2 separate regions of the Ovis aries genome follow, and region 1 is linked to region 2. Evidence: chromatin contacts called from public Hi-C data. All regions are on one chromosome and are shown on one strand. The core of a region is the stretch at or near the end of the contact, and the rest is flanking DNA. Distances in the headings are between cores, read along the strand shown. Region 1 holds the start of DIP2B (disco interacting protein 2 homolog B). Region 2 overlaps DIP2B (disco interacting protein 2 homolog B).

Region 1 (3,780 bases), core at 700-3,199, 130 kb after region 2:
AAGCAGATACACCAAGAATAAGGAGCTTCCAGGATTTCCCTCTCCATGTAAAAGCAATTAACTCCTATTTTTAATCTTTCTGACGCAAACATCCAGCCAAACTTCTCTCCTTCTAGCTAATCAAAGATAGCTGATGTGTTACTCTAACTTGCTTTAAAAGTCCAATTTGAATGAAAGTCATCATGGATTGAATGACAATGCTTTAGTCTAGAGGAATGAGGTATTTCGAGAGGTAGAATCAAGATAGCAATGCCCTGAACATTTCACATAAACAGACTCATCCACCACAACTGATACCGGGGACTGGCCAAAGAGTAACTTCCCAACTGATTAACCGAAAAATAATACGTTGCTAATTGAGTGCAAATGAAAAGGGCACCTTCCTATACATTGGGAAACCCTAACAAGGTTATTAAAAATAATTATTTCCCTCCATGCCCAAGTGACTTTATAACACTCAAATCTTTTTTTTTTTTTTTACTGTAAAGGATGGGGGGAGGGGCTATGTAGAGAGAATGCCTTGATAAGTAAACAAAAAGTCAAAACTCTCCTGGAAACTTGTCACATTCTTCTTTTCCAATCAGCAATTTTTAATCCACTTGAAAAATGCTAGTGGAGAGGGCTTTTGGCAAAGAACTCAAGAAGAATATGCAACTCTGGGGGCACCACCACAGTACTGATATCAAGCTTGGAGAGAATGCTGCTTTTGTCTCAGAGGCAGCCTGTGACAAAAACAGGAACTTTATGGAGAACTGATCACAACTGCCCAAGAAGCCTGATCACATGCCCACCACAGGGCAGCGTTTCTCTCATTGTTGTCCAGGGACTTCTCGAATAATAGTAGCTCGATTTATTCCATTCTTTTAATTCTCAAAACCAATCCAAGCGTCCTTGTAACAATCCATTGTCAAAAGAAAGACCGTGCCGGCCAGGATTTGCAATGTAACCAGTAGCCACCTCTCTCCTTTCCTAAGATTCCAAAAGGTGATCAGATGCGGAAAATTCAGCCCGAATACAGGCACCGAGGGAAGAAAACAACAACAACAACAACCCTTTTGACAAACGTGGTCTAAAAGCCGCCCCGTGTGTCTCTCTCTGGGTTAATGCCACTGCTTCTGGCCTCCTTAGGACCCTCAACGGCCCACCCCGCTTCTATCTCACTCCTGTCACTGGGGAGGCATCTCGCATTGTTAAACAAGGAAGAAGAAATGCTGGAGGATTTCCCCTGTGTCTCTCTCTCTTTCTGAAGGGGGGAAGGGGAGCTGAAACAGGCGTGGGGCCCTCCCCTGGAAGAGAGTACAGGAGGACTGGAGCAAGCTGTCAGCCACCCCGCCGGCGGCCTCACCCCCACCCCGCCCCCACCGTGCCCCGGCGCCCGGGCAGGAGCCTGAAGCGGGAGGACACAGCTTTGTCTGGGGTTTGGGGGGACAGGGAGCGCAGAAGCAGCCCGAGCCTGAAGACCTCTCCCCCCAGCCCCGGCTCCCCCGCTCCCAGAGAACACCATCAACCACACGGAAAGCCACTTTCCGGGGTAGGAGAGGAGGAGAGCGACCCTTCACGTGAAGCCCAGGCCAGATTTCCGGCACCCTCCTCCCCTCTGCCCGCACGGCCACCAGGGCGCGCGGTGGGGACCCGGTCTCCCCTCGCCGCGATCCGCAGCGGCGCCCGGGCGCCCGCTCCCTCGCCCGGCTCCTACCCTCCGAGAGCTCCAGCTCCAGCTCCGCCAGCTGCGCCCGCACTTCGGGCGGCAACGCCGCCACCGCAGCCGGCGAGGGCTCCAGGCCTCGCTCCGCCATCCCGGCTCTACCAGCCACACTCCGGAAGACAAACGAGGGGGCCGAAGGAGGGACGGACTGACGCGGGCCCACACCCCGGCTACAGGATCCGGCTCCGGCCGCCGAGCGCCGCCAGCGCACCCACTGCCGCCGCCGCCATGAGCAAGGGTCACGTGAGCCCGGCGGCCCCGCCCCCGGACCCAGGACGCACCGCCTCCGCAGGCGCGTCAAGCTGCGGACTCCCGGGCTGATGGCGCCCTCTACTGGGAGATTCCTGAAACTACGAGTCCAAGCCCGCTGCCACGATTTCTCTCCAGAGAAATGGGCTCACTGTGTTGCTGTGGACCCGGACGTTTACCTTTTACGAACTCGCGAGGAAGGAGTTCTCAGGGGCCCCAGGCCTTGCTTTGTCCAGTTCTCTGCACCTAATAGTGTATGCTTTTATCTTGCCCCTTTATTCGTTTCCCGGGCTAATTGACACCACCCATTCATAATGACTTGAACTCAGGCAGTTCTTTTCACTGGGGCTTCCTGGTCACATTTACCAGGAGCTTTTTGTTTCTAAGGGGCTTCCCAGGTGGCGCTAATTGGCAAAGAACCCGCCTGCCAAAGCAAGACATGTAAGACACTCAGGTTCCAATCCCTGGATCTAGAAGATCCCCTGGAGGAGGGCATGGTAACCCACTCCAATATTCTTGCCTGGAGAATCCCATGGACACTAGAGCCTGGCAAGCTATGTTTCTATTTCAGTTCTAGCATTTAAGACAGAAGGAGGAGAATCTGCGTCCTCCTGCCTAGACTTCTGACCTCTTCCCAGAGGAGAACTTTGTCTTCCTTATCTTTTTATCATTCTTAATGTATCATTAATAGGTGTTCCAAAAGTATTAGTATTTTAATTCAACTTAAGGATCCAGACCTGTATGTATTTTTTACTACTTACGTATTTATTTTTAAATTTTTCGTTGCTCTTTCTTGCTGTGTGCTGGCTTTCTGTAGCTCGGTGAGATGGGGCTACTCTTCATTGCCTTGCACAGGCTTCTCACTGAAGTGGCTTCTCAATGTTGTGGAGCGCAGGCTCTAGGCACTTGGGCTTCAGTAGTTGCAGCAGGTGGGCCTCAGTAGTTGTGGCCCATGGGCTTTAGTTGCCCATGGAATGTAAAAATCTTCCCAGACCAGGGCTTGAACCCATACTCCCTGCATTGGCTGGCAAATTCGAGTTCACTGTACCACCAGGGAAGTCCAGACCTGTATTTACCAGAAAATACTGGGACAGTTGGGAGAAGGCAATGGCAACCCACTCCAGTAGTCTTGTCTGGAAAATCCCATGGACGGAGGAGCCTGGTAGGCTGCAGTCCATGCGGTCCCGAAGAGTCGGATAGGACTGAGCGACTTCACTTTCACTTTTCACTTTCATGCACTGGAGAAGGAAATGGCAGCCCACTCCAGTGTTTTTGCCTGGAGAATCCCAGGGACTGGGGAGCCTGATGGGCTGCCATCTATGGGGTCGCACAGAGACGGACACGACTGACGTGACTTAGCAGTAGCACTGGGACAGTTGCTTTAAATTGCCATTCTTTAATAGTATTGTCTTTTATGTAAATGCCAAATCTCCCCATACAGTTTGAGAGAATTCCAGTATTTTTTTTCCCCTTCCGTGCTAGTCCAAAATTGGTGCTTTGAGAGTTAAGGCCTCAGCATCTATTCTGTGGTAGTTTATGGGCTGGAAGGGGGAAAAAATTTTTTTTTAGGCTGAGAAAAGAATTTCAGCTTGGAAAAAGGAGTGTAACATCATGCCTGATTGGATAGTAGAGTTTGAAATTTCCTTTTAACTGCAACAATGTAAGAAAAATCTGTAGGAATGTAAGTATATCTGTCCTCTGGTTTACAATGAGGACTGTGGCAGCTTTTTTTTTTTTAAGGTGGCAAATTTGTTGACATTCCTCCCATCAAAAAAGTGAGGTCCAGGGCTTCCCTGGTGGTCCAGTGGTTAAGAATCCACCTGCCA
Region 2 (3,661 bases), core at 605-3,104:
ATGCTCAGCAAAGTTTCGCTCAGTCTCCTTAGGAATTTAGTCTTCCAAATGGATGAGGTCTCTTTTGGGTCTAAAATCATGACAGACATTTCGAGGTAGCTTGTCAGAAGTGAAACCAAAAGGCTGACTTGCGGTTTCAGTAAGCGGCTGGCAAGTTGGTTCAGTGAGCATTCCTCAGGTGCCGAACACATGATGCCACAGACATATAGATTTCTGACAGAACAAGTGGAAAGAGAAGTCGCTCAGCCATGTCTGACTCTTTGCAATCCCATGGACTGTAGCCCACCAGGCTCCTCCATCCATGGGATTTTCTAGGCAAGAGTACTGGAGTGGGGTGCCATTGCCTTCTCCAGGGCATTTCCCGACTTTGACTCAAATGTGTAACACACTTGCTTCAAGTTCAAGAGAGGTGATATAAAAAACAAGAAGAATAAAAATTAATTCCTAGGAACTCAACCACTTTAAGTGTAACATGGGAGCTTAATAATGAAACTGCAGCTTATCTTTTTTAATGTGAACAATCACTCTCCAAGTTATTCTAAATTTTATCTTCTAAAAACTTCTATTTCCATTTACTGGAGTTTTTTTTTTTTTTTTAAACATAAAGATTTCCAGATAGATTTCATTTGTGCACTGAAAAAATGGAAAGTAAATGAAATAAAATGTCAATAGTAATTATCTCAGGGCAATGAGACTGGATGTTTTATTTTCCCATAGGCTTTACTGACTTTCTATAATTTAGAAAAGTTCTCTTTTTCAGTATATAAAAAATAATATATGTTCATTATAGAACATCAAGATAATAGTTAAGTATAAAGAAAAAAGAAACGATTCTGGATTTTCTTAATTTGAAGGTCATACCAGAGAGAGCAGATTCTTACCAAAATAAGTTAAAATAATATCCAGTTTTCAGCTTCCTAGATAAATTACAACACTGTGAGAAGAATTTTCCAACCTTCTAAAACCAATTGTCTTCTTTTCCTTTCCCCCAAAGCAACTGGTAATTCAGTGCATATCTGAAGGTGAGAGGGAGGAAACTATGTCCTGGTTGGATTAAACAGTTTTTGGATGGCTTATTGCTTACTTAGCTTCTTTGCCAGGGCAACAATGCATCACAGAAGGAAAGCAGGAAATACAGACCACCAGTCTCCTGAAAGAGGAGGAGGGGTCGGGGGGCACAGGGGCCCCGTAAGGCATTAACAGCACGCCCAGAGTCAGCTGGGCAGGCAAGATGATGCTTAAAGACGAACCATGCCCTGGCCATGGCTTCACACTCAACCATATCTCAGGAATCACCTGGGGCCCAAAAGCAGAGCTTTCTATAGTTTGAATAAGATGTGCACTATTTCACTACCACAGTAAGAAGCGAAAAAAAAGCAAAGGTGGAATTAACTACTAGTATCAACATGATATGTATTAAATGCCATGAAAAGTGAAAAACTATGCAGACATATAAAAGGGTCTCAAGTGATAAAAGAACACAAAATGTTATGTATATTATTACAGCTGTGTATGTAAAACTATCCACCTATAATTATATGGGCTTTTATATATATAAAATGCCTTAAGTAGTTAGGATGAGGTAGTGATAGCTGCTGTGGAGAACTTTACCATTTCTTTACCATTTTGTTTACCGAAAGAGCTATGTATAAAACCAAAGTAATTTTAAAAGACACTAAATATAGGTTAAGTGCTGGAGGAGAGCTGCGAACCTCATAAATCAAGCCTTCTTCAAAACTTCTAAATTCTAGAGCAAAACATCCTTGAGCTTCAAAGAAAAGGATTACTGCTGATTACTACATACAGTGACCACTTCTGTTTAGGGGTTCCCAGATCTCTCAGTCTGTTATACACAGTATCCACTAGGGGTCACCCTTATGTTTAAATAGGGATGATAGAATCTTTAACAGTAAGTTTAGACAAATTTTCATTTCTTCTACAACACAAAGCCTCCTTTCTCAATGGTCAGCATGTACATAATTTACTGTTCTCTGACAGAAGAGACACCAGAGTCTCCCATGATTCTATTGTTGGAACATAACAACAATGATAACCTGGAAAAGCAGCTGATCTTTAGTATAAACTATGCAAAATTTCCAATTCAGGTTTATCTTTCAACTCTGCCAATGATTTAACAGAAATTTTCATCTGCAAGAGTCATAGAGGGAAGGAGGATGTGCTCTGAGAACCAAGAAATACAACGCTTCAACTTACAGTGATCAAAGCAGACACACTCACTGGTCTCAGTGCCGGTGTCCAGAGAAAAAGACACCTTTTTCTTTAATTTAGCACTCATAGTAAATAAGTGATCATTGATTCATGCGTATCTTCTACATCATGATATGTGCTGAGAGGGAAAAAAACAAGGTTCTCTGAGCCTACACAATGAGGGATTTAATTTATACTAGAGTTTTAGGGGCAGTCTGTTAAAAGGAGACTCTGATGTAGGTTTCAGTTAGGCTTAGGAGTGGTGGGGGTGGGGGTGTTCCTGGGGGAGGAGCTACTTTATACAAAAGCACAGTATTAGAAGTCCAGTGAGGGAGAAAAATCTTGACAAGTCTGAGGAAGGTCGAAGGGGCTGAAGCACAGTGAAAGAGGTGGAGTGAGACAAAATGAGGCTGGAGAAGAAAAGCGGGGCCAGGTCACTTGTCCTAAACCAAAAGAGCAGCCTTTGAAGGGATTTGGACAGGAAATGACAAAATAACAATGATAATACAGTTCTAAGGCTCTTTAAACTTTCGAAACACCATCTCATTTTATATTCACAATAACATTATCTGACAGATATCATTAAGGAAGCAGGACACCCATCACAGATTAAATTTATTTTCCTACAGTGAGAGTGTGTCCATAGTCACCTTGAATCATTATATAAACAGAGCTCCACTCCCATCTCCACCCTCCACCCTCGGTGAAGGTACTCTGAATCACTCAGAGATTCTTCCCTGGAAGCTCACTGAGGAGAGCCTTCCTCAGTAGGCTGAGTGATTAACCAGCCTTACTGCCTTACTCCCAGCTTCACTCCCTACCTTACTGCCTGTGGGAAGGGAGGAAAGAGTCTGCATTTCAAGTATGGAAAGGGGCCACCTGCCCATGGTGAATCCTAGGGGTGGATTCTGAGAGGGAGAGGAACTGGAGGTTCTGGGTCTGAGAAGCTTCCCAGGCCACTTGGCATCAGGAAAATAGCTGTGTGTGGGCTCAAGGAACACAATACCAAGAGCTTTGCCCTGAGAATTCAAGTGGGGTGTCTTGGCTGAGCCTAGCAGAGTGGGGTCTCTTCCTCAGAGTGGCTGAGGCGGGACCCAGGTTGAGCACTGGGTTAGCATTACTGATCACAAAGGACGGACTGGTTTTCAACAGCACCCCCGTGAGGCCTGAGGGGCAGCAGCAGACAACGGGGCTCCTTGACCCTTTCGGATGTGGAAGCTGCACTGACCACCTCTCCTCCTGCACTACCGGTGTCCCAGGGGGTTCCTGGATAATCCAAAAGGAAAGTGAAACCCCAAGAGAAAAACTGTGGACTTCCTTCTAAAGAGGCATACGGGGACAAATAAGATTGTAACGCATGCTCCAGTTCATAGTGACTGTACTGCTGTCCAAATCTAGCAAATAAAAGGGCAGAACTGGGACTGGAACGTCCTTTTCGTTATGCTGGGATCCT

The links. Hi-C and Micro-C count contacts between places; a contact is called where the count stands out from the background.
Region 1: a Hi-C map of hypothalamus shows a contact between it and region 2, with 4 times the contacts expected there. The contact joins the promoter of DIP2B here to the enhancer-like site in region 2. A contact is called at or near these places in 14 of 16 Hi-C or Micro-C datasets (blood, hypothalamus, liver and 7 more).

The regions. Positions count from the first base shown.
Region 1 is chr3:135,826,975-135,830,754 of ARS-UI_Ramb_v3.0, forward strand. It overlaps DIP2B (disco interacting protein 2 homolog B), which reads right to left and starts at 1,950. Exons shown (of 37, transcript XM_060412600.1): 1 at 1,697-1,950. The coding sequence starts at 1,796. It also overlaps the pseudogene LOC132659434.
Region 2 is chr3:135,701,122-135,704,782 of ARS-UI_Ramb_v3.0, forward strand. The region is part of intron 2 of DIP2B (disco interacting protein 2 homolog B); the gene reads right to left. It overlaps LOC132659435 (a long non-coding RNA gene), which reads left to right. Exons shown (of 2, transcript XR_009599907.1): 1 at 1-3,661. Among named protein-coding and RNA genes, the nearest start is that of ATF1, 120 kb to the left of the region's middle. Within about 2 kb of position 1,855, at least 9 of the 54 cell types and tissues checked have an H3K27ac peak or open chromatin away from gene starts, as enhancers often do. A contact at or near this core is called in hypothalamus, where this site is marked.